Regions from separate parts of the Mus musculus genome. Here all the other regions are linked to region 7. Evidence: chromatin contacts called from public Hi-C, HiChIP or PLAC-seq, Micro-C and promoter capture Hi-C data. All regions are on one chromosome and are shown on one strand. Each heading gives the region's core, a stretch centred on a gene start, on an enhancer-like site or on the middle of the called end of the contact. The rest is flanking DNA. Distances are from core to core; before and after follow the strand shown.

What was found. Promoter capture Hi-C pulls out the DNA fragments that hold promoters and counts their contacts. A called contact is a pair of places that touch in the nucleus more often than the background predicts. HiChIP or PLAC-seq counts read pairs in DNA pulled down with a chosen protein or histone mark.
Region 1: a contact with region 7 is called in a promoter capture Hi-C map of hematopoietic stem and progenitor cells, with 4 times the contacts expected there. The contact joins the promoter of Sult4a1 here to the promoter of Rtl6 in region 7. A contact is called at or near these places in 11 of 39 promoter capture datasets (HPC-7-derived erythroid cells, the SN4741 cell line, cranial neural crest and 5 more), 1 of 484 Hi-C or Micro-C datasets (embryonic stem cells), 3 of 115 datasets of contacts at active chromatin or transcription factors (embryonic forebrain, embryonic stem cells and neural tube) and 5 of 9 other capture datasets (adipose tissue, embryonic stem cells, liver and 2 more).
Region 2: a contact with region 7 is called in an H3K4me3 HiChIP or PLAC-seq map of embryonic basal ganglia, with 5 times the contacts expected there. The contact joins the promoter of Parvb here to the promoter of Rtl6 in region 7. A contact is called at or near these places in 15 of 39 promoter capture datasets (the 3T3-L1 cell line, cranial neural crest, embryonic stem cells and 9 more), 1 of 484 Hi-C or Micro-C datasets (bone marrow-derived macrophages), 11 of 115 datasets of contacts at active chromatin or transcription factors (bone marrow-derived macrophages, craniofacial prominence, embryonic basal ganglia and 7 more) and 3 of 9 other capture datasets (adipose tissue, liver and macrophages).
Region 3: a Micro-C map of embryonic stem cells shows a contact between it and region 7, with 5 times the contacts expected there. The contact joins the promoter of 5031439G07Rik here to the promoter of Rtl6 in region 7. A contact is called at or near these places in 1 of 39 promoter capture datasets (stem cell-derived epiblast-like cells) and 1 of 484 Hi-C or Micro-C datasets (embryonic stem cells).
Region 4: a promoter capture Hi-C map of embryonic stem cells shows a contact between it and region 7, with 5 times the contacts expected there. The contact joins the promoter of Pnpla5 here to the promoter of Rtl6 in region 7. A contact is called at or near these places in 14 of 39 promoter capture datasets (the 3T3-L1 cell line, the C10 cell line, the HPC-7 cell line and 8 more), 1 of 484 Hi-C or Micro-C datasets (bone marrow-derived macrophages) and 3 of 9 other capture datasets (adipose tissue, embryonic stem cells and macrophages).
Region 5: a Hi-C map of B cells shows a contact between it and region 7, with 16 read pairs. The contact joins the promoter of Samm50 here to the promoter of Rtl6 in region 7. A contact is called at or near these places in 12 of 39 promoter capture datasets (the 3T3-L1 cell line, the C10 cell line, cranial neural crest and 9 more), 3 of 484 Hi-C or Micro-C datasets (B cells, CD4 T cells and bone marrow-derived macrophages), 7 of 115 datasets of contacts at active chromatin or transcription factors (acute myeloid leukemia, astrocytes, bone marrow-derived macrophages and 3 more) and 4 of 9 other capture datasets (adipose tissue, liver, macrophages and 1 more).
Region 6: an H3K4me3 HiChIP or PLAC-seq map of embryonic basal ganglia shows a contact between it and region 7, with 5 times the contacts expected there. The contact joins the enhancer-like site here to the promoter of Rtl6 in region 7. A contact is called at or near these places in 9 of 39 promoter capture datasets (cranial neural crest, embryonic stem cells, frontonasal cranial neural crest and 4 more), 2 of 484 Hi-C or Micro-C datasets (bone marrow-derived macrophages and cerebral cortex), 9 of 115 datasets of contacts at active chromatin or transcription factors (bone marrow-derived macrophages, cardiomyocytes, embryonic basal ganglia and 6 more) and 4 of 9 other capture datasets (adipose tissue, embryonic stem cells, liver and 1 more).

The regions. Positions count from the first base shown.
Region 1 is chr15:84,103,696-84,107,030 of GRCm38.p6, reverse strand. It overlaps Sult4a1 (sulfotransferase family 4A, member 1), which reads left to right and starts at 1,277. Exons shown (of 7, transcript NM_013873.3): 1 at 1,277-1,600. The coding sequence starts at 1,432. It overlaps Gm46526 (a long non-coding RNA gene), which reads right to left and starts at 2,190. Exons shown (of 2, transcript XR_001781726.2): 1 at 280-2,190.
Region 2 is chr15:84,230,540-84,233,593 of GRCm38.p6, reverse strand. Parvb (parvin, beta) reads right to left here and starts at 1,551. Exons shown (of 13, transcript NM_133167.3): 1 at 1,408-1,551. The coding sequence starts at 1,522.
Region 3 is chr15:84,986,279-84,989,425 of GRCm38.p6, reverse strand. 5031439G07Rik (RIKEN cDNA 5031439G07 gene) reads left to right here and starts at 1,455. Exons shown (of 10, transcript NM_001033273.3): 1 at 1,455-1,817. The coding sequence starts at 1,754. Gm39558 (a long non-coding RNA gene) reads right to left here and starts at 1,391. Exons shown (of 4, transcript XR_875533.1): 1 at 1,294-1,391; 2 at 1-271.
Region 4 is chr15:84,121,470-84,124,776 of GRCm38.p6, reverse strand. It overlaps Pnpla5 (patatin-like phospholipase domain containing 5), which reads left to right and starts at 1,602. Exons shown (of 10, transcript NM_029427.1): 1 at 1,602-1,856; 2 at 2,190-2,422. The coding sequence starts at 1,664.
Region 5 is chr15:84,190,782-84,193,960 of GRCm38.p6, reverse strand. Samm50 (SAMM50 sorting and assembly machinery component) reads right to left here and starts at 1,721. Exons shown (of 15, transcript NM_178614.5): 1 at 1,577-1,721. The coding sequence starts at 1,597.
Region 6 is chr15:84,259,291-84,262,401 of GRCm38.p6, reverse strand. The region is part of intron 1 of Parvb (parvin, beta); the gene reads right to left. Among named protein-coding and RNA genes, the nearest start is that of Gm33723, 21 kb to the right of the region's middle. Within about 2 kb of position 1,686, at least 25 of the 459 cell types and tissues checked have an H3K27ac peak or open chromatin away from gene starts, as enhancers often do. A contact at or near this core is called in bone marrow-derived macrophages, cerebral cortex, embryonic basal ganglia and 2 more, where this site is marked.
Region 7 is chr15:84,556,174-84,559,110 of GRCm38.p6, reverse strand. Rtl6 (retrotransposon Gag like 6) reads left to right here and starts at 1,288. Exons shown (of 1, transcript NM_177630.4): 1 at 1,288-2,937. The coding sequence starts at 1,918. The coding sequence ends at 2,649.

The DNA.
Region 1 (3,335 bases), core at 28-2,527, 450 kb after region 7:
TCACTATGTGGGTTCCAGGAGTGAAGCTGAGGTTGTCAGGCTTGGCAGCAAGCGCTTTACCCACTGAACCATCTTGTCAGCTCCAGGATGCATTCTTAGCACCATGAATTCCGGTCTATATGTTCTCTTCTTACTCAGAGGGGCTCTTCCTTGCCTCTTACTCTTCACTTCTCAGGGATCGCACCTGAAACAATGTTACTGGGGCCCAGAGCCCCTTTGTGTCACCCCAACTGCTCCCCCAAGATGCCCTTCAGTGTGGAAAACCAGAAGGTCCCATACCTACTCTCTGTATCCAGACAGGTCTGTGCATCTCCCGTGCTAGAGAGAAAAAGGAGACAGTTTTCTCTGCCCCTTTCTTAGGCTCTCATGTATCCTAAGCTAGCGTCAAATGCACGATGTAGCCGAGGCTGGCCTTGAACTCTTGATCTTCTTGTCTCCACTCTCCAGTTGCTGGGATCACAAGTGTGCCGCAAGCCCAACTTTTGTTTGTCTGTTTCCCTTTTCTCCAGTGCTGGGGAACTGACCCCAGGGCTTCCCGAGAGGGAGGAGCTCTACTCCTAAGGGGTTTCCCAGACCCTTGGGTTCTTGTTAGCTGCTTTCCCCAGATGTGGCTCCTGGAAATAGGATTCCCATTGTCAAGGATGGGACCTGGACAGGTGGCGGGCGCCACCTGGAGGGTCCTCTCTGGGGGATTTCCTGAGGGCGCATCTCTGCTGGGGTCCCCTCTACCTGAGGTCCTTTTTGCCTGGGGGCGGGGATGTCCACTCTTGGGTTCCTCTCTGCCGAGGGTCTTCTCGGCATGGGAGTTTCCTCTCTGGAGGAGGGGGGATCGCCTCTGTTTGGGGTGTCCTCGGGGAGGGGGCCTCTTCTCAGCCTGGAGATTTCTCTGCCAAGCGTCTGGTCTCTGCCTGGAAGGGCCCACTCTGGGGTTTCTATCTGCAAGGGGAATCCTCTGCTGATGGTCTTCTCTGCTTGTGGGGTGGGGGTGGGAGTCCTCTCTGCCTGGAGGTTTTCTGTCTTGGGTTTCTTTTCTTGGGGCCTCTCTGCCGGGGTTCTTCCTGGGGGGAGTTCTCTCTGGCACTTGATTGCAGGCTCTCTAAACGCTGCCTTTGTCAGCCGCGCTCTGATGCGGGCTCTTCCATCTCTGGCATCAGAAGCTTCTGGAGGTGCGGCTTCCCGGACCCCGAGGCTCGCCCTGGGTCTGCGCAGACGCCTCCTTTTTTGCTCTAGGGTGTGGGGACCCTGACCTGCCACGCATGACTGACAGGCAGTGATACGGACCCGACGCACCTTTGCGGCAGGCGCGGGGCCTCGGCAACCGACGTCAGGGGCGCGGCGTGCGTGGGTGCGGCCATGACGTCATGCCCGCGGAGCCCCGCGCCGGCGCCGTGACGTCACGCCCTGGAGCTGCGGGCCGGGCCGGGCGGCGGCATGGCGGAGAGCGAAGCGGAGACCCCGGGCACCCCGGGCGAGTTCGAGAGCAAGTACTTCGAGTTCCATGGCGTGCGGCTGCCGCCCTTCTGCCGCGGGAAGATGGAGGATATCGCCGACTTCCCCGTGCGGCCCAGCGACGTGTGGATCGTCACCTACCCCAAGTCAGGTGAGCCGGGAACCCCACGCCGTACCGGTCGCTCGCGCGGCTGTGTGACCTTGGGCAGGTCGCTCAGCCTCTCTGTGCCCTAGTCCTGTCCGGCTCCCCGTGTGATGAGGGCAGTGGGCGCGCCTCCAGTGTGGGCTCTGTGGGGGATGGGACCGCCCTCCGCTGCCCCTGTATGCTGTTTACAGGCCGACTGTCACCAGGCGGGACCTGGGCACCTGGGTCCCCAGCAGCCGTGTAAGGTAGAGCTTCTAGGCAGAGGATCAGAGAGGGGAGGAGGCTTGTCCAAGGTCACACAGCTGGGCTGAGATCTGAGCCACTCAGTTCTCCAGGCCTGGTGTAGAGATGGCTGTGTGGTGCCTTTTCTGGGGTCTGTAGGACAAGCTCAGCCGGTTCTCCTGTCCCTGTAGGGCGTCCTTGTGACCATTGTCCTGCAGGCTCAGGTAGTTGAGAAGGTGTCCATCACCCCGAGGTATCCAAGCAGGCGGTTACAGGAGAAAATATAAGCAGGGCATCTCCCGGGGTGGAGTCCGGGTTTCCTGGGCAGCTGCCCATCATCCTCACAGAGAGTGGTGGGCGCTCTCAGGGGAGGAGTTGGGGTGCAAAGGCCCTGGGGTCAAGTCCAGGTGTAGGCACTGACCCACCACTGGGCATACAGCCAGCTGGGCTGTCCTGAAAAGGCATGTCAGGAGACAAGCCAGGCTGAGTGAGGCTGCAACCACCCCACAGTCCCACCCCTGGGTCCCTGCTGGCTTTAGCTAGGGTTGCCTTTTGGAGAACTCTCTATGTGCTGGTCATTCCGCTGGGTGCTCCACATCTGGGTTAGTGGCTGTACCTGGTGTTGTCTTTTTTGGTTTAGTGCCTGGGATGAACCCAGGGCCTTGTGGCCCTATGGCTCATGTATGCCCTGCCTCTCAGCTGGGTGCCCAGCCTCAGGGTGGTACTTAAGGAGGCATCATGGCTGTGTCCTCGCTACAAAGGGTATGAATGTGCCCGTGGGTAAAAGAAGATTCTAGTTCCCTCCCTAGACCCTGGAATTGTGGGAGACTTGGTTTTCAGAGCCCTTAGGACCAGGGGGTGTGGCTGGGATTGTAATGGAGTTCCTGGAGGAAAGGGCCAGAGCCTGGGTTACTGAGGAAGGAGCTGGGGAGGGCCTTTGACCCGGGATACCTGAGGGAGTAGCCAGGCTAGAGGCCCAGCTGTGAACTGGGAGGGCTGGCGAGTGTTAGACAAACCCTGTGCAGGAGCCTGGTGGCTTCTGGGGAGCTCCCTGGACACTGCAGAGAGGAGTTGGATGGGAAACATCTATGTGTGCATGCGTCGTGCGTACGTGCGTGCGTACGTGCGTGCGTGCATGCATACGTGCATAAATATTTGAAACAGAGTCTCTGTGTACCCCAGGCTGGCCTTGAATTTCCAGTCTTCCTGCTTCAGCCTTCCCAGTTCTGGGATTGTTGGGGTATACTATCACAGTCACCCCACAGGATGACAGTTTTTTTGTTGCTCCAGACAGGGTCTCAGGTAGCACAGGCTGGTATTGAACTTGCTGTATAGCTGAGGCTAACCTTGAACTCGCGATCCTCTTGTCTCAGCCTCTCAAATGTTGGCATTACAGGAGCCCTTCACCCTCCACCCTTGGCTGGATGCTGGTTTTCTGGGTAGCAGACGTGTCCTGGGTGTAGCATGTACCAAGTGCAGAGAGAAGAATGGGCCAGAGTTGGTGTAAAAGCATCAACCC
Region 2 (3,054 bases), core at 302-2,801, 330 kb after region 7:
ACAGCCAGGGCTACACAGAGAAACCCTGTCTCAAAAAAACTAAAAATAAAAACAAAGAAACAAAAACAAAATTTAACAAAACAAAACAGGTGATGGAAAGAACTCAGGTCTGCCACTGTCCTAACTCCTGAAAAGAAAATAGATTTCTAGGCAGGATGGCAACGTCGGCACTGAGAAACCAAAGACAACAGTGGGTGACCAAGGGAGACAAGGACTTCGGTCTCATTTAGGATACTGATGGAGATGCAGGCCAACCTGAAGGGTCTGGAATGGAAGACTTGAGAGGGGAAGAGCCCATTTGATTAGCAATAAACCCTAGGAAGAAGACCAGGCCTGCCTGCCCCCTGGACAATCTAGGTTGGTAAAGGGCATTCTGGGGTTGAAGGCCTGGGAAGGCAAGTCTGGGCAGAATGTGGGACCCACAGTGTCTTCACCGGTTCTATCAAAGAAGTTCAGCATTTCCCCACATGCCCTGCCTTTCAAGACACCTTGAAAGGCCAGAATGAGTCTGCCCATAATTTAGGACCTGGAGGTCCCTTTATGAGTAAATACCTCACGCCGGTCCTTTGGGCCCACAGGGTGATTATCAGTCACCTCTTAGGCAGGGCTTGCCCTGGAGGCCCAGGCTTTCTGGGAGTCAGTGTGGCTCCAGTGGCTGGAGGAGACCCTCAGCACACCCTAACTTGGGGGTCCCCAGGAAGTGTTGTCTCTGAAGCTTCTTTCTACCTGTCCTTTCTCAGAAAGCCCCTCCCATTCCTCGTGAGCTGCCGGAATCTCAGCCCAAGGGCAAGAGCCTCCAGGACAAAACAATAGAAAATTCAGGAATGTTTCTGCGAGGGGAGGGGAGGGAACTGCGGTACCTTAGGGCTCTGGCCAGAGGCGGAGAAGTTACATCCCTTGCAGTTTTGTTTTTTAAAAGTTTTGAAAGTAAAAAGTCGTTTTAAAATTACTTTCCTGCGCAGGGGGCATGACCTCCCCCCCCGCCCCTCCCCCCCGCCCCCTGCCCTTGCACTGGTTCCAGGCTTCCCCAGGCTCCTGGCCTGTGTGTCCTGTGCCCTTTCATTGACTCCCAGCTTAGGGACGGAGCCATGCTTGCAGGCATCACGCAAACAGTAGCCGGTCCTCTCTACCAGCATGTGTCCAATCACTGTGACGAGAGTGTCACACGACAAGGATGAGCACAGGAACAGTAGCTTGCTAGGCCTGTGTCCAGAGCAGAACGCACGTCCTATGCACTGGGCCAGCACTGCAAATGTCTTACGGACAGGGACCGGCCTGTCCCAAAGGTCGCGTAGCCTGAGCGCGACAGGAGGGCTCATTGGCGCCGCCGAGGCGGGCAGGGAGCGGACACACGGGGGACACCGCTGGCACCCGGCTGGCGCCAAAGGGACGCAGGGGCACACTCACCCTCCCTGGTCTTCTTCTTCCTTGCCAGTGTGCCGCCCAACTTGCCCAAGAAAGACTCGTCCTTCTTCATCTTGGGGGCCCGCGGGGTGGGCGACCGTGGTGGCGCGGAGGACATAAGCGAGTGCGCGCCACCCACCGCCGGCCGGGGAGTGGCCAGGAGGGCGCGGCCCCGGCTTCCCCGCCCCTGCCTACTGACCCCGAGGTCCCGGTGCTGCAGCTGAGCTCCCCCGCCCGCAATACAGCAGGACCCTGCGCGTAGTGCCAGGCACGACCGGCCCCCTTTTGTGCAGCCTCACCGTGCTGGAAGCCCAGAATCAATTAGTCCCACAAACATGTACGGTCAGATGTTGAGTCTCTGCCAGAATCCTGGCGCAGGACTAGGGCATCCCTTGAGTCGATGCTTTGGGTGTAGTGGGTGCCTTTGTGGGACAGTAGCCTCATACACAGTGACCCTTCCCCCAAGGCAAGCCCAGCCAAAGAGTTCCATGGGAGCCACGGGCTGGAAGAATCCGGGCAGCATGGGCACCCGGAGGAAGAGCGCAGGCCCCAGGGAAGGATGCTAGGCTAACAGCCATGACCAGGTTTGTGTTGCACAAAATTGATTGTTGCTGATTTGGGAACAGTAGATGATGAACAAGGATGGGACCAGGCAGGGAGGTTTACTAGGAGCGAAATGAACGTGTTTCTAGAGACGCTGCGGGGTAGAGGCAGCATGAGAACTGAGGCGTAGGCAGAGGGAAAACCAAATGGCCTGTGGCTCCAGCAGAAGGGTGGTTGCGTGGCTCAGCAGAGATAGGAGCTATCAGGGCCGGGGCGCAGGCAGCACCTAATCTGCTGGGAGGGGGGTGTGTGTGAGGGGGAGGTGTTTCTTCCTTCTCCCTTTGTACTGGCTCAGAGCCTCGCTCCTTCTGGCGAGCGGTTTCAGTTCAGTGCAGGAAATATTGACGCTGGCAGAAGGGGTGTAGCCAAGCTGGCTGTTCAGCTAGGATGTGCCTGGGCTCTCCTTGGGATTTGTCATGGAGAATGGGGTGCCCAGTATCTAAAGAGTTACAAGCCAAGGGTGGGATGGGCACAGTGGGGATCCCCTTAGGAGGAGAAGGATCAGAGAGGGCCAGGATTTGGGAAGAAATAGGGAAGAGAGAGTTGCTAGGGAAGGATGGTTTCCAAAGACCAAGATAAAAGTGTTGCCTCCCTCCACTATGATAGGAAGAAAACTCACAGACCTGGGCCAGGCATCTCTCACCCTGGCCCAGTTCCTGGCTGCTCTTATCTCTACTAAAGCACACCCCTCTTTGGCAGCACGGGACATTTACTTGGCTTTCCCAGGCTGACTTCCCTCTCATAACTGTCAGGGAGCCTGAGACCCCAGGATCCCGGAAATCTCAGAAATACAAACTCCCTGCATCCCACGTGACAGTGGTTAATCTGATTGTCAACCGGAGGAGAACTCCGATCACCTTGGAAACAAAGCTCTGGATGTACCCAGAGGATTATCTATCTCCTTTGGGTTAAGGAGGGACAGACAACACCAGGTCTCAATCGTGGGCAGCACCCCACCCCCACCCCCCACCCCCCACCCCCCACCCCCAGTCCCAGGAGCTGGGCTCCAAACTGAATAAAAAGGTGTGAGGACTATTCCTGGTTGTT
Region 3 (3,147 bases), core at 206-2,705, 430 kb before region 7:
AGCATCAGGAAGGTTGAGAACCACTGCTCTGGGACCATGGAATTAGTCACTCAAGCCCTACCCTGAGCATCTCAGGGGAGCGGTACAAATCCCAGGTAAGGCTTGAACAGTATGCCAAAGCTGCCAATTTCCTGCTCTGGAGTGGTTTCCACACCTTGTGGTCCCACCCCACCTTCCTTAGAGACAATCTTCCTCAGCAGGCCTCTCTCCAGTCTCCATCACACAGCCTGCATTTATTGGGCGCTGGGAATACAGTTGTCAGAAGCCAGGCCTGAGGAATACACAGTGTCTTAGTTAGAGCTGCCATGGTGCAATGTCACAGACGGGAGGCTTAAACCATTCTGAGGACTGGGAAGCCCAAGGGAAAGGGGCTGGTTTTCTGAGACGCCTCCTACAGCTATGCAGTGTGATGTCAGGGGAGTGGTAAGGATGCTGTGCCTAGGAATAATAGAACAGGAGGCAGGCAAGATATAGTTTGTTTGTTTTTGAGGAAATGTATTGGAGGACACTGGGATCCAAAGGAGACAGGAGACTAGGAGAAGGGTATCCCAGACAGGGTGAAGAAGAGTCGGGGCAGACAGAACTTTATGCTTAGCATGATTGTGAGAATTTGACACTGGAAATGTAACTGGCTGAGACCAGCAGTGCATGGTCACCTACCCTGGTCCTGGGAAAGGACCACCGAGTGAGTTCAGAACGTGGCTTCTGGCGGCTGCTCCCTGCATCTTCCTCTTTTAGCACAGGGATGGATGCCCAGCTGGACCTTGGCCTTTAATTAGGATCACATGCAAGCTGATCTGATCCACCTCTGGCCTCTAGTCAGCACAGGAGCTAAGACAGGAAGCAACTCTCTGACCCCTTTTCCTAAGTGTTCAGCAGAGGAAACTGAGGCGTCCCAGGAGACCTCCGAAAGGAGGTGGTAACTTCTTGTTGAGTTTTGTGAAGCAAGTTTTTAGCAGAACCTACTTGGAAGGTTCAGACAGAAATAAGCAGAGCTGGTGTGCTGGAGGCTTCAGGGAATGCACAGGGCGGTGACAAAGCGCAAAATCAGTGAGGCGCAGAGGGGGCGGCTCAGAGGCGTGACTCTACTGGAGGGGGGGCGGGGGGCGGGAGAAAGTGGACTCAGGGTTGGGGAACACGGGCAGCAGGGAAGGTCAGCAGGCCAAGGAAGGTGTGGGAATGAGATGACGAGAACGTCACGCGACAGGTTGGAGCGAGGACGCGATGGGCTTTTGAAGTTGGCAGCAGCTGGTCGCAAGGAAGTAGGCGGGGCCAGGACCAGGGACGACTCACCGCCTTGCCCAGAGATCTGGGCGGAGTTTTAGGAGTATGAGGCAGGGCCTTTGCGTGTCGGGGGCGGGGAAAGGGCGGGTTTGGGGGCGGGCCCGCGTCGGGGGTGGGGCCTGGGCGGTGTCGAGCGCGCGCGGGCGGGCGGTGGCGGAGCTGAGGATCGCAGTGCTCCGCTGTGCTCCGAGGTCGGCGGTGGCGACGGCGGCGGCGGCGACGCACACAAAAGCGGATTGTGGCTTCACTGGTGCTCGCGGCGGGCGGCAGCGGGGCACGGGCGGCGGGGCGTGTCGGTGGCCCCCGCGGGCGCGGCGCGGGCGATGAGCCGGGGCCCGGCATGGCCTCCGCGCGGCCGCCGGGCAGGGCCTGTGCCTCGGCGTCCGCGCCCGCGGGGCTCCGGGCTGGGCCGGCCGCCTCCCGGGAGTCCGTGGACAGCAGCGAAGCGGAGGAGCGCTCGTTGCAGCACATGCTGCGCGCCATAGCCGAGGAGCGCGGACGCCTTAGCCTGCGCCGTGAGGTCTGCGGCCTGGGTGAGTGACGGGGACGGGCGCGCGCGTGAGTGTCCGCGCGAGTCCACCTCCGCTAGTCCCCCTGTGCTCCTTGCCCTCCGTGCATCCCCACCGCCCTGGGCTCTGTCTTTCGGGACCCCAAGTCTCAGTGTCTTTTTGGTACCACAGAACCCCGATCCTTGTGTCTCCGCGTCCCTATCTTCCTCTGACCGCCAGGATATCTGTCCCAGCTCCTTCTTCCTCTTCGTGGTTCCTTAACTCTTCTTCCTTCTCCTGGAAGATCTGGGGGCCCCACTGCTGCTGCAGGGAGTGTGGGCGTGAGATTTTGGGAGGCCCTTGAGTTCAGAGTTCAAGGCAGTGTGCCCTGACCACATTCCCCAGCCCACATGGAAGACCGCGGCTCTTGATTGCTGTAGCCTTTGTCTTTCTGCACCTAAAGGTCCTCTTGTCCATTAGCTCTACAAGGGACCTGTTGGGCCTCTGCCCCTTGACCCACCTACTTAGCACTGGAATCAGGGATTTGCTACAGCCTCTCCGGGTGTGATTCTGGTCTAAGGAGTCATTCAGCTGCTGGGTGGGGTGGGGGTGTCTCATTGTTTGAAAGGGCCTGGGAGGTGTGGGTGGGGTCGTCTTGGATGTGAGGTAATGCATAACTGATACATTTGCCCAGAACCATGTGGCAGAAACCCCCTCCCCTATAATCTTGGGCTTGTCATTTTCTCTAAAAAAAAAAAAAAAGACCCCTCCCTTCTTCATGTAAGGAATGACTTCATTCTATGTTGTGTCCCCTCACCCCCACCTCCCTGTCAGGGCTTGAGTTCTCTTTGAGGGAAGTAACAGCCTTCTAGATCCTGTCAGTGCTCCAAAGTGGAAGTGTACCCTGGTACCCTGGTAGGACCACAGTAGCAGAGGGAGAGGGTAACACCTGGAACTCAGGGTCCCTTGGTAGGCCACGCCCGGGAGGCTCTGTGAAAAGCAGAAGTGAATTTCAATTCTTTTTTTTTTTTTTTTTTTGAAGGAGACTTTTTTAGCACCTGGCCTTCTTAGGCAGCAGGGTCTAGCCCAGCTCACCTCAGCAAAGTTCTCTTGTCAGGCAGGTACAGCCACCTGGGGGTATAGATAAGGACACAGATTTTAGTGGGTTTTTTTCTCCAAAAAGGTGTCCAGAGAATGGTTTGTAGCTGATTTAGAGTGTCCTTATTAATGGACTCAGTAAACATGTATTTGAGCACCTACTGGGTGCCCACCTGTTAGGGCCAGCTGTCAACCTGGCACAGAATGTCTGAATTGGGGAGGGTCTGGGCAACCGTCTGTTGTAAGCCCCTCAGCCCTGTGACCTCTGCAGCTCCAG
Region 4 (3,307 bases), core at 353-2,852, 430 kb after region 7:
CTCTGTCTCAACACTTAATAAACTCACTAATCCGGTTCATTCTATCTGGTTCTGAAATGCTTGTTGTGGTGAAATCAGGACTTGGCTTTATCTGCGAGGAGTCCCTAAACAGGAAGGAACCTCTTCAGGCTGCTGGCAGGTGACACCACCACAGCCACAGTGTACAGTTGCAAAGGTGTGTCCTTAACCTCTGCCCTCCAGCCCCACCTGATCCTTGGTTTCTTTTCTTTTTCTTTTTTTCTTTTTGGTTTTTCAAGACAGGGTTTCTCTGTATAGCCCTGGCTGTCCTGGAATTCACTTTGTAGATCAGGCTGGCCTCGAATTAGAAATCTGCCTGCCTCTGTCTCCCAAGTGCTGGGATTAAAGGCGTGCGCCACCACTGCCTGACCCACCTGGTCCTCAGACTCTCACCTGGAAACCAGCTTCCAGGTGCTCCTTCCAGGTGGCTACATCACATTGCCCTGCAGAGGACTTACGGGCATAGGCCTGCTGCCCCCTCCTGGCTGCTGGAATGGGGCTGGTGCAGGGAGCCCCTGAATGGAGCTTAAGCCTAGCTCAGCCACAAAGCACCCACCTGTTGTCAGCCCCTGGGTACAGTGAGGTCTCCTTCCACCTCCCATCACCGGGGACTCCCCAGAGTCACGCCCTCTAGGACACTTCACCTGCGACCTTTCTAATAGTTACATTTATTATTTTTACACCACAGAGTGAGGTTTGCATTTAAGTTGCAATGTGTTTATCTTAGTGTGTGTGGGCGGTGTATGTGTGGAGGTCAGAGAACAACCTACAGGAGCCAGTACTTTGCTTTGGCCATGGATATGGGGGGGGGTAGAACTGGGGTGGTCAGGGTTGGTTGCGCTGTTATCGGATGAGCCACGTGGCTGGAAGGCGAGCCTGTAGGGGGGATGTTTGCACCAGGCAGCATGCAGTGTGATGCTCTCTTTCCTTATTGGTTACTTGCAAGAGTCTCCCATGCTCAGTGTGTGTCCCGCTGAGTTCCACTCACCCCACTTCTTTACTGGAGTCCTCTTTGCTCACTACCCCACATACTGCTGCTATCTTCCTCTTCTTGGCATCCTGGGGTGCACTTCATTTCCCCTGACCCTCATGGCATGTCTGGCTTGACTTCCCCATGATGACTTGGCTGTGTAGCACCTATCATCTCACCTGCTCAGAAATATACATTTGAGAGCCTGGTCCATGCCAGGCGACTTCCCATCGTGACTGCAGAGAGGAGAGATCTTGTGTGTTTGAAGGCACTGTTCTATAGCAACCTTTCCTTGCAGAGCCTAGATCCCAGGCCTCTCACCTCCCACTTACGGTGCTGGTCCTTGACCTCTGGCCTGAAGATTAGGTGCAGTCCTTCCTGATTGTGCCTCTTTCCCTCTTTCAAAATGCAGACACCTGGAGGTTAGGTGAGTGTAATTGGGAATCGTGTAGGCTTGTAATGTAATGCCTGGTGTACACGTGGAGAGGGTGGCTGCACCAACCCCTCACTTGCTAGGGCCACAGCTGACAGCCTAGGGCGGAGCCACTCTGCTCAGCCTCCCGGAGCTCCATCCCCATCCCGGCTTAGTCCCATCACATTGGGGCCCTAGTGCACAGTTCCTTCCTTTGAGCTCCAGCTGAGGAGTCTGCAGCCCCGCGTCCCAAGCACCCTATTATGGACTTCCTGGAGGCAGAGGGAGGTTGGAACCTGTCCTTCTCAGGCTCTGGCTACATGGGCCTCTACCACGTGGGTGTCACCCAGTGTCTGCGACAGCGAGCGCCTCGCCTCATCCAGGGTGCCCGCCGCTTCTATGGCTCCTCCTCAGGGGCACTCAATGCCATGGCCATTGTCTTTGGCAAGTCTGCAGGTACTTAGGAAGTTCTCAGGGTCTAAGGACTCCCGAAGGGCGCTGAGGGATGTGTCCCTGGGGCTTTACAGCCTTTGAATCTGAGGACCCCTGCAGTCACTTCTATCTCTAAAGATGGGATCCTGGCTTTAGATTTGGGGTACTACCCCTAAGGTGTTTTGGTTTTGTTTTTGTTTTGTTTTGTTTTTGAGAGTTTTGGTTACCAGGACTGGGCAGAGATGTTAAAGAACTGATTCCCAGGCATCCCTGAGAGAAGTGGACTTTTGGTGGGTACGGGTGGCCCTCAGTGGTCCCAGGTCACTGAGGTCTTACTTAGTTCCCACTGCCCTGCAGACTTTGCCTGCTCCAATCTCCTGGACTTGGTGAAACTTGTGGAGCGGCTGAGCCTGGGCATCTTCCATCCGGCCTACGGACCCGCTGAACACATCAGGAAAAAGCTGTATGAAAATCTTCCTGACAACTGCCATATTCTAGCCTCCCAGAGGCTGGGCATCTCCATGACCCGATGGCCTGATGGCAAGAATTTCATAGTCACCGATTTTGCCACTCGGGATGAATTCATCCAGGTGAGCCAGTTGGGACCTGGGGCTTGGGGAACACAGTCCACATAATAATAGACTGAGTCTAGGGGTGTGTGTGTGTGTGTTTGTGTGTGTGTGTGTGTGTGTGTGTAGAGGGGGAGGAGCAGTAGCTAGACTGTATCCAAGACTGGCCTGAGTCCAAGGCTCTGTAGAGGCTGAGGTGGAGAGGAACCCGAGGTGCTGTCAGACCTGGGGTAGACTGAGGAGCTTTCACAGTCAGGACCTCTAAGGCTGCTCGGTCCACAGGTGTCTGCCCTGTCCTGCTCACCCCTCTTTCCTAAGCGTTTTCTGATTGCCAGAGCAAACTGTTTCCTGAGAGCATCTAATATGTGTGGGCACTGCTGTATGCTGCGGGGTTTTGCCAGGCTTGGGCACATCTGAAACACCTTACCTTCTCAGGGCTTATACCTACTGAGCCTACCTCCTGGGAAGGGATTGGGAAAGGGCCTATGTGAAATTCAACCAAGAGAATAAGGCAGGGAAGGAATGAAGCCTTTCTGACTTGATAGGTTTAGGGGGTAAGGAAAGTGGGGCCAAAGTTCTGAAGGAATATGGGTCTCCATACTGGAAGGCCTCAACTCCTTGTGTAGAGTCCTGGAGTCCCTCAGCGTAGCTCTGCCCACCCTTCCTGTCATGGCATCTGTCCCATCTGCTCCTGATGCTGAGGTCCAGATAGACTCATTCTCATCTTGGTGCCTTGTCCCCGACTCTAGGACAGTCTGACTCAGGAGGGCCCCTGTCTACTGGAACATAGGTGTTTGGTTGTCAGTGTGTACCTGAGGGGGTGTCACTTGCTGTGGGCTGATGCTCAGGGAGGCACTTCAGAGCTGTCCTGGTGTGTTCACCTGGACAAGGTGCTCAGCGAATCTC
Region 5 (3,179 bases), core at 472-2,971, 370 kb after region 7:
GGTGCATGCCTAGAGCCCTAGTACTCGGGCTGGCAATGGTTCCACGCTAATATGGGCACTTACCAAGGATGACAGACAAGACATCATTTCACGTCACTATTCATTGGGTTCCTGCTGTTAGTAATCTTAAATCACTATTAACGTCTGCCAAGTATGAAAACATCAGGCAGAGGAGGAATGTGCATGTGGATCCATGTGTAATCCAACGGTTGGCAAATCCGCTTTGTAAGGGCAAAGTCTGCATTCTATTATTTAAAAAGTTCCAATGGTCCCTCCTAAGATGGCAAAGCATGACACAAAGTCCTCCAGAGGCCACCAGCCCCACAATCTGGAGGGCAGATGTCACTGTGGTTCACACTTCTGCCACAGCTCAGTATCCTCCAGGACCTGTTTACCAATGGGGATTCTCTCACTACGTAGTGTTTGTTTTGTTTTGTTTTTAGACAGGGCCTCACTATATAGCTCTCGCTGGCCTAAAATTCACTGCATAGACAGGGCTGGACTTGAACTCACAACAAATTCACTGTATCTGCCTCCTGGGTGCTGAGATTAAGGGTGTGTAGTGCCATGCCTAGCTACTGGATCTATAAGCCCAGCTACTCAAAGGTATGAAGGATTCCAAATTCAAGGCCAGCCTGGACTACAGACTGAGCTCCAGGCTGGCCCTGACAGCCTAGTGAAGGAAAATAGTTGAAGAGATCTATGGATATAGCTCAGTGAGTGCTTGCCCGAGATACTGACACATGCTCGTCAGAAGCTTAGACAAGACTACTAATATGAGGCTAGCCTGGGCTACAAAGCCAAAGTCAGAAATAGGGATGGAGGAGATGCTGAGACAGCACAAGGGTCTTCTATAGTTTGCTCTGCCCATTTATGGGGAGGGAGCTCATTCTGCCCAATTCCAGGTTGCCAACTCAATGAAAGCCAACTCAAAAGTGAGGACAGATCGGCAGGCACAGGCACTCGCCCCTTAGGGCCTAATCACCAGAGTTCCATTCCCCAGTTTCCACACCACAAAGTAGGAGAAAACTGACTCCAGCTGTTGTCTTCTGACCTCCACATGCATGCACACACACACACACACACACACACACCCCTTTTTAAGCAATAGTGCTGGGTTGGAGCGATGGGTTCAGCAGGTACTGCTCTTGCAGAGGACCAGAGTGGTTCCTGACACCTATAAGGAGGCTCACAACTCTCTGGAACTACAGTTTCAGGGGATCAATTGCCCCCTTCTGGCCTCCACGGGCTATGCACACAAAGTGCGCGCGCACACACACACACACACACACACACACGCGCGCGCGCGCACACACTGGTGCACATAATAGTAACTGGAAACTGTAAAACAAGGCTGCAAAATAACTTGTTGTGTCTTGTCTTCTGACAAACCCTTCTTCCAAGCCTTGGTGCTGTAAGGTCACCTGGGGAAATTCCGCTGAATGACCTTGGGCAAGTCACCACTGCCCTCCCGACCGCGACAGACAGCCTCCGGCCCAAAGCAGCTCCCACACCCTCGCTGCCGCCCTTGCCCCAGGCGCGCGTGTCCCGCCCAGCCGCCGCGGGGGCCTCTCACCCGGGCGTGCACTGTCCCCATGGCTCCCTCTCCGGCTGCTGCCCCAAGGCGGTGCCCGCGCCCAACCAAACTCAGCTACAAACACAAGAGGCTCGGCTACAGGTCACGGAAGCTGCGTGCCGAGCGCCGCCATGTTGTACCACCTAGGGTCCGCCCCCTGACTCAAGACCCTCCGCTCATTGGTCCGTATGAGAGAGTGACCCGGATGTTCACAAGAACGCCAGGAAGCCCAGTGCAAGCGTGGAGCGTTCAGTGACGCCCAGAAAGCTGCGGTTATGGGCAGAGCTGGTCCCGTGAAAAGGCAACGGAGCTGAGCTCCTCGTTGTATGGGGGCTTACCCCGGTCTAGTCCTTGGAGCCTCAGTTCCACTTCTAAGGTGTGAGCAGAAGGGCGCAAGGAAGACAGAGTGTGTGCTCCGGGAACCGACGGGTCCAGTAAAAAGGGTCTGGGCTGAGGATGGGGTGGAGGCGTCTTTAAAGAGAGTTCGGTATGTAAAGATACTTGCCTCCAAGCCTGACAGCTTGGTTCAATCCTGCAGACCCACATGGTGTTAGGAGCGAACAGACTCTCAGAAGTGAATAAATTTCGCCTTCCCAGACTCCTCAGAAATGTGTATGACATTTAATTTATGTATTTACTTATTTATGAGACAGGGTTTCTCTGTGTAGCCCTGGCTGTCCTGGAACTCACTCTGTAGACCAGGCTGGCCTCGAACTCAGAAATCCGCCTGCCTGTCTCCCAAGTGCTAGGATTAAAGGCGTGCGCCACCACTGCCTGGCGACATTATATTTCATTTAAAGGTTTTTCCTGTGTAGGCCCGAGTGTCCTGGAACTTGCTCTGTAGACCAGGCTGGCCTCGAACTCACTGAGCTCCATCTGCCCCTGGCCTCCAAGTGCTGGAATTAAAGGTGCATGGACCACCACCACCCACATTCATATTTTTAAAAAATACTTATTTATTTATTATATGTAAGTACACTGTAGCTGTCTTCAGACACTCCAGAAGAGAGCATCAGATTTCGTTACGGATGGTTGTAAGCCACCATGTGGTTGCTGGGATTTGAACTCAGGACCTTTGGAAGAGCAGTTGACACGCTTAACCGTTCAGCCATCTCACCAGCCCCAGATTCATATTTTTTAAAAGATGAATGGAGCTCTCTTGAGTGTTCAGGTGAGGACGGTTACATAAACAAAAAAGACAGCTGTGCGTTTGTGTTTTGGTAGCAGAAACAGTTACTGTGCCTCAAAAGAATAATGTAATAAAAGCCACTGGTAGCTCTGAACTGCAGTTTACTAAAGATAGAGTGGGGTTCCTGTCCTCTGACCTGCAGTCAACCTGACACCACTGCACTTGACCACTGAAGCCTAGCTTCCTTTTCCATCCCCTCCTTCCGGGACACTCCTGACCTTTTTCTCGTTAAGCATCTGCAAAGATGGGGCCCATGTTCCCGTGAATCTGAGCCTGACACCATGCAGGGATTCATGAATAATTGCTATGTTCCTATCCTAACGCAATCTAGGGTACTTAGCTACTTTCCTTCCCAAAGACAGAGCTGGGTGAGGGCAGCCTGGTCTACATAGATGGCCCCAGCACAGCCTGGGC
Region 6 (3,111 bases), core at 437-2,936, 300 kb after region 7:
GGGCAGAGGACCTCACCAAACAATGCTCAGGGGATTCGGAGAGCAGGTACCAACGTCACCAATTCTCAAAGGACCCAGATGTCAAACACCCACCCTAAAGACGAGGCTCAACCAATTCGGAAGCTCCTGGAATCTCTGCCCAGGCTCCTGAGGTGTGGGTTGTAAGATCTCCGCACATGCACACCAAGGCTACGGGAATAAGCAGGATGAAGCATGGCTCATCCCTGGCTGCAGACGACGCTGCAGAGGCACAGGCCCTCCAAAGTCCCTGCAAAGAGCAGGTGTCAGACTCAAACCAGCACAGTGCCTATGGGAGGCTCAGGGCCATCTAAGCTCAAAGGGCTGTGGTAAAGCTGAAAATGCAGGCCCAGTCCAGGGGGAAAGGAAGTGTGGACCACAGCTATGGAGCAGTGAGGGCCAGCAAACAGCACAGGCCACTGGGGAAGGTCAGAGACTGCTGGAACCTCAACTTCAGGTACCCCAGGTTGCCGCTAGGGTCAAACCCAGGGACTCACACACACTAGGCAAATGCTCTGCCATTGAATTACGTCCCTAGTCCTTCCTTTTGGACACTGTCTTAGTTAAGGTTACTATTGCTATGGCGAAAGGGCTGGTTTGGTTTATGCCTCCAGATCATAGTCCCTCACTGAAGGAAGTCAGGACAGGAACTCAGGCAGGACAGGAACCTGGAGGCAGGAGCTGATGCAGAGGCCATGGAGAGGTGCTGCTTACTGGCTTGCTTCCCCTGCCTTGCTCAACCTGCTTTCTTATAGAACCCAGGACCACCAGCCTGGGGATGGCCCTGCCCACAATCACTAATCACTGCCCTCCCCCATCAATCACTAATTAAGAAAATGCTCTAATAGGCTTGCCCACAGCCCAACCTTATGGAGACCTTTTTCCAATTGAGGTTCCCTCCTCCCAGATGACTATAGCTTGTGTCAAGTTGTCATAAAACTAGCCAGCCCGGTGGCTCAGGCTGTCCTGGAACTCTCAATCCTCCTGCCTCGGGCCTCCCAAAGTGCTGGGACTACAGTATGTGACACCATGTCCAGCCAGTGTCACCACTGCAGAGTCACACAGCATACTGGCTAGTCTAGAGGACTTCAGCCCTATGACTTGATTCCCTGCTTTTGAAGCTGCACCCTACACCCCAGCCCCGCACAGAAGGGCTCCCCTGATCATCATCTGTTCTCTTGGCTCAGACCCTCAGCTCAGGTGCTGATGATCAATGACTCTTAACCCCAGGCCACACAGCAGGCCTTTTGCCGCAAGCCTTGGAGTCCCCAACTTAGGAAGGGTTGCTTTTGATCCCACTTCCTTTCAATCAATTCCACTGCCTTTCGACAAGTGATTTTAATCATGGTTGGGGGGAGGTGCAGAAGAATTCGGAGAGAGAAGAGCGTGCAACACCCCAAATACAAACAAACAAATAAACAGCAAAAGAGCAAAATGCAGATTTCCCTGCCGGTGGTGAACACACATCGTGCCATCCCTCTGAGAAAGCTATACAGGTTGCTTGCTCACCAAGGCAGACTGGGAATGAAATCTGCTGGTCGCTCGAAGCGGCAGAACAAGCCTGGTCAAGCTCAATACAGATAGAGAAATGCACTGTGTAGAACAGGAATGAGAGCAGAAATGGCAGCAGGAGAGTCACTCCTCAGCGGAGCCGGCGAGGCCCGCTTCCCAGCTGTGGAACCAGCGGTAATTAATCTGATCGGTAATGTTCCCACATACCCAGAAGTCCAAAGCGGTTCTGCTGAGAAAATAAGAAGATTAAATCATTAAGCCATTAACAACAACAACAAAAGAGCTCTACTGTACACCTGCCACGGGGAGAACCACTCCCCCCGCCCCCAAACTGGGCTGAGAGCAGGAACGCTATGTACATGGCGCCCTCTAGTGGTCATCTGTACTATGGCTGTCTGACGAGACTTCGTTCGGGAGGCAGGTCCAGTTTAATCTTCTTTGGCTGAGATAAAAAGCAAAGACCTGGGTTGGGGGGCGGGGACGGGGGGAGGGGTGCTCAGAACACTAGCACTGGACTCTGCAAGCTTGGCAGATGAGGAGCCAGGGCTAAGAGCCTATGTAGACACGCTCCCTGCCCCTGACACTCTTGGAACCCACGGATCCCACGCACTTCCCCAACACATTGGCCTCCCTTGACAGCTCCTTTCTTCGAGGCATTGTCACAGTTTGGCACATCTGCGCCAAAGGTTTAGCTGCCATCACTTCTGTAAAGGGCAGGCGTGTCACCTGCTTGTCTCCTGGCTCCTCAGGGCATCAGGCAGAGAGCAAACTGCTCAGAGAACAGCTGGCTAATCCTCAGTGAGTTCAGGAGCAACTGGGCCAGCAATCTGCAGCTTTAATCAATCATTTATTTGCAGTTATTTTCCCTATTTTGGTCTTTGGAGAACAATCTTGATACGTAGCCCAGGCTAGCCTCAGACTCACAGGCCTTCTCCTGCCTCATTGGTCCAATTGCTGAGTGGGATTACAGGCATCTGCCATCATTCCTGCCTGGGGATTCTCGCTGTAACTCCCTGGACCTCTTTCTCCTACATCTTTTATGGTTGCATGGTGCTTCCCCTTCTGTGATGAAAAAAATGAATGTATACTGAAGTTAGCTTGGGTAGTACAAGCAACCCCATGGGGTCTCCAGGCAGGAAGAGAAGCCTGGAACAGAGACAGACTGGGAGATGCAGTGTGCTGATGGCTGGGGGGATGGCGGGGACAGCACGGGTCCTTTCAGAACTGGAAGAGGTCAGAGATGAAAACTCATCGAAGCCTCCAGAAGGCTGGAAAGCCCAGCCCTGATCCTGACTGATGACGTTCAGGGCTGTAAGGCAACACACAGACTCCCGTTCTAACTAATGAGGTTCTGGTGCCTCATTGCCACAGTCCTACAGAAACAAACAAGGGCATGGGGGGCACGTTGCTTTGATCCCAGCACTCCGAAGGCAGGCAGATCTCTGTAAGTTCAAGGCCAGCCTGGTCTACACAGCGAATTCCAAGACAGCCAGGGCTACATAGAGAGACCCTGTCTCAAAAAGACAGAAAGGAAAAAAACAAACAAGGAGGGTGGCTACCAGAAGCCTTGCACATCCAGAT
Region 7 (2,937 bases), core at 39-2,538:
TCTGTTCCCCCAGATAAACCTCCTTACACCAGGTCTGTAGTGTGGTGTGATTTTTTTTCCAGGGGCCACCCCTCACGAGCACAGCATTAGATTCTATAACACTCTCATAGTGTGGATACCCTCAGCCACAATCCCTCACTCCAAGACCAAAATCTATAGACCGAATGAACACATCTCCACCCCAGGTCTGTCTCCCACCTGCAGTCACTCTCGCTAGACTGCATCATAGGAGGGCTTCACAGATGGTATTGTCTCTCCCAGTTTATCCCAGTATGGAACTGACCATGAGGAACAACTGTCAGAGGAAGGGGCTAAGACTCACATAAACTATGCTCACAAAATTCAGCGTGTAAGGTAAGTTGGCCATCTATCAAGAGGGCAGGCAGGAGTAAAAGGTAGCACAGGCTTTCGGTGAAGCCCTAGGCAATAATAGAAAGACATGCTTCTGTATTACCTCCCCTAGGAAAATCTCAAAATTCAATGTGACTAGGGAGACATGACCATCTACAAGGCACAAAAGTCAATGTTTCCTATTAGGATACTAATGGGAAAATGGTGGACTATTGAACAAGATGGTGTGTGTGTGTGTGTGTGTGTGTGCGCGCGCGCGCGCGCGCGCGCGTGTAGAACACTGAGGGGAACTGTAATGTTTCTGCTTTGTTTTTGAAAGACGTTTCCAAGGATGGGGATTCAGCTCAGTGGTGGCATGCTTGCAAGCATGAGGCCCTGGGTTTAACCTTCAACATTGTGCACGGAGGGCTATGGCACTCAGAGCAAGTAACCCCAGCACACCCGGGGTGGCAACCGAAGGATGAGAGGGTCGTAGTCATCCTTGGCTACATTGTGGGTTCAGAGCCAGTATTGAATTCCCACAATCCACCACGGGGAATGTAGAGGCAGGAGAGGTTCAAGGTCATTTCTGGCTACTTTCTGAGTTTTCCAGACCAGTCTGGTTTACAGGAGACTGCCTCAAAAAAAAAAAAAAATAGTTTTCTTGTCAAGATCTGCTACCATGATCATACAGTTCATGCGAATGGTGTTCAAATCACAGGAAGAAAAATCAATCTCACTTAAAAAAAAAAAAAAGATACTGTCTCTGAGAGGCTCCGCGAGCGGCCTGGGTAGGAATCGTAAAGAAGATAATCTTTCCAAGACTATCTAATTTCCAAGCTAATCTTTCCAAGATTTCAGCTGGCAGAAGCCAAGCTCCTCGCTAATAGGCTGTTGAGAAAGGCGCAGGTGCGTCACTTCCGGAAGGCAAGGTCCCGGCCGCTGCTCCGAGAGCGAGCGGTCTCTATGGCAACCAGCAGGCCCTGGCCCAGTTGCCAGGTTCCCAGCGGCCGTCTAGCTGGCCGCGCCTGCACAAAGACCGCGCGGTGACCGCGCAGCGCAGCGCCGGGACCAGGTCAAGCCAGCCCCGCAGGAATTGCCACCCCCGCCGCCGCTGCCCGGAAAGCAGTTCCGGCGGCCTCCGTGACGTACAGGCCGGGCGCGGCCTCGACCCTCGGGCCATCTTGGCAGCGGAGGGAGCAGCGGAGCGACAGGTACATACGCCGCCCAGCCTGGGCCAGCCCAGGTGCCGACGCCTTTGTTCACGCGCGGGTGGTCGCATGGCACCGGTGGTCAGTGCCTGCATCCGCAGCCCGAGCTCCGGCAGGTGCATCCTGCAAAGTCTGGCAGGTCCGCGCATCTCGTAAGGCCTGGGCAGATCCAGCCTATGCATTCTACAAGGGCTATCCAGCTCGAGCATCCTTCAGGGCCTGGGCAGGTCCAGCCAGCGACCCACACTTTGATCCTGCGAAGCTTGCAGAAAGGAACTGCATCCAGGACAGGACCAGCGTCCTCAGGCTTGCTTCAGCATCCAAGGCCTTGCGCTCTGGTTCTCCAGGTACCTGTGGCTTAACTTTGGCCGCCAGCATGGTCCAACCTCGGACCTCCAAAACTGAAAGCCCAGCCTCTGCCCCTGGTGCCAGCGCTCAGATGGATGACGTAGTTGACACCCTGACCTCTCTGCGCCTCACCAACTCCGCGCTGAGGCGCGAGGCCTCCACACTGAGGGCGGAGAAGGCCAACCTCACCAACATGCTGGAGAGTGTGATGGCCGAACTAACTCTGCTGCGCACCCGAGCGCGCATCCCTGGCGCTCTACAGATTACTCCACCTATCTCTGCCATCACCTCCAATGGGACCCGACCCATGACCACGCCACCCACCTCACTGCCTGAACCCTTCTCAGGAGACCCTGGACAGTTGGCAGGGTTCCTGATGCAGATGGACAGGTTCATGATTTTTCAAGCCTCCCGCTTCCCCGGTGAAGCCGAGAGAGTGGCCTTCCTGGTATCCCGTCTGACTGGGGAGGCGGAGAAGTGGGCCATCCCCCACATGCAACCAGACAGCCCTTTGCGAAACAATTACCAGGGGTTTCTGGCTGAGCTCCGCAGAACCTACAAGTCCCCGCTGAGGCACTCAAGGCGAGCACAAATCCGGAAGACATCCGCGTCCAATAGGGCTGTGCGGGAGCGAGAGCGGGAGCGCCAGATGTTGTGTCGCCAACTGGCCGCAGCTGGCACAGGATCCTGCCCGGTGCATCCAGCCTCCAACGGGACCAATCCCGCACCAGCCTTGCCCTCTCGTGGCCGGAACCTTTAAGGACTTGCCACCACCCTGGTAGTCTGTGTCCACCCAGGTAGCTAGACTCCGTTGTTGAGAGTTGTCAATTCAGTAGCTTTGCCCTGTTTGAGGCACCCTTCACGCCTCTCTGGTCTACGGGAGACCATCCTGTCATCGGCATTGGTCACCCACCCCGCTGTGCGGCGTGTATTTGTTTTGTTAGCGTTACCCGCGACTCAGTGCATGCTCCCCCTTTCTGTTGCTTGCAATCCCAGCTTCTCCAGCAATCACAACACAGCCCCTTGGGCATGTGCCTGCCCAGGAACC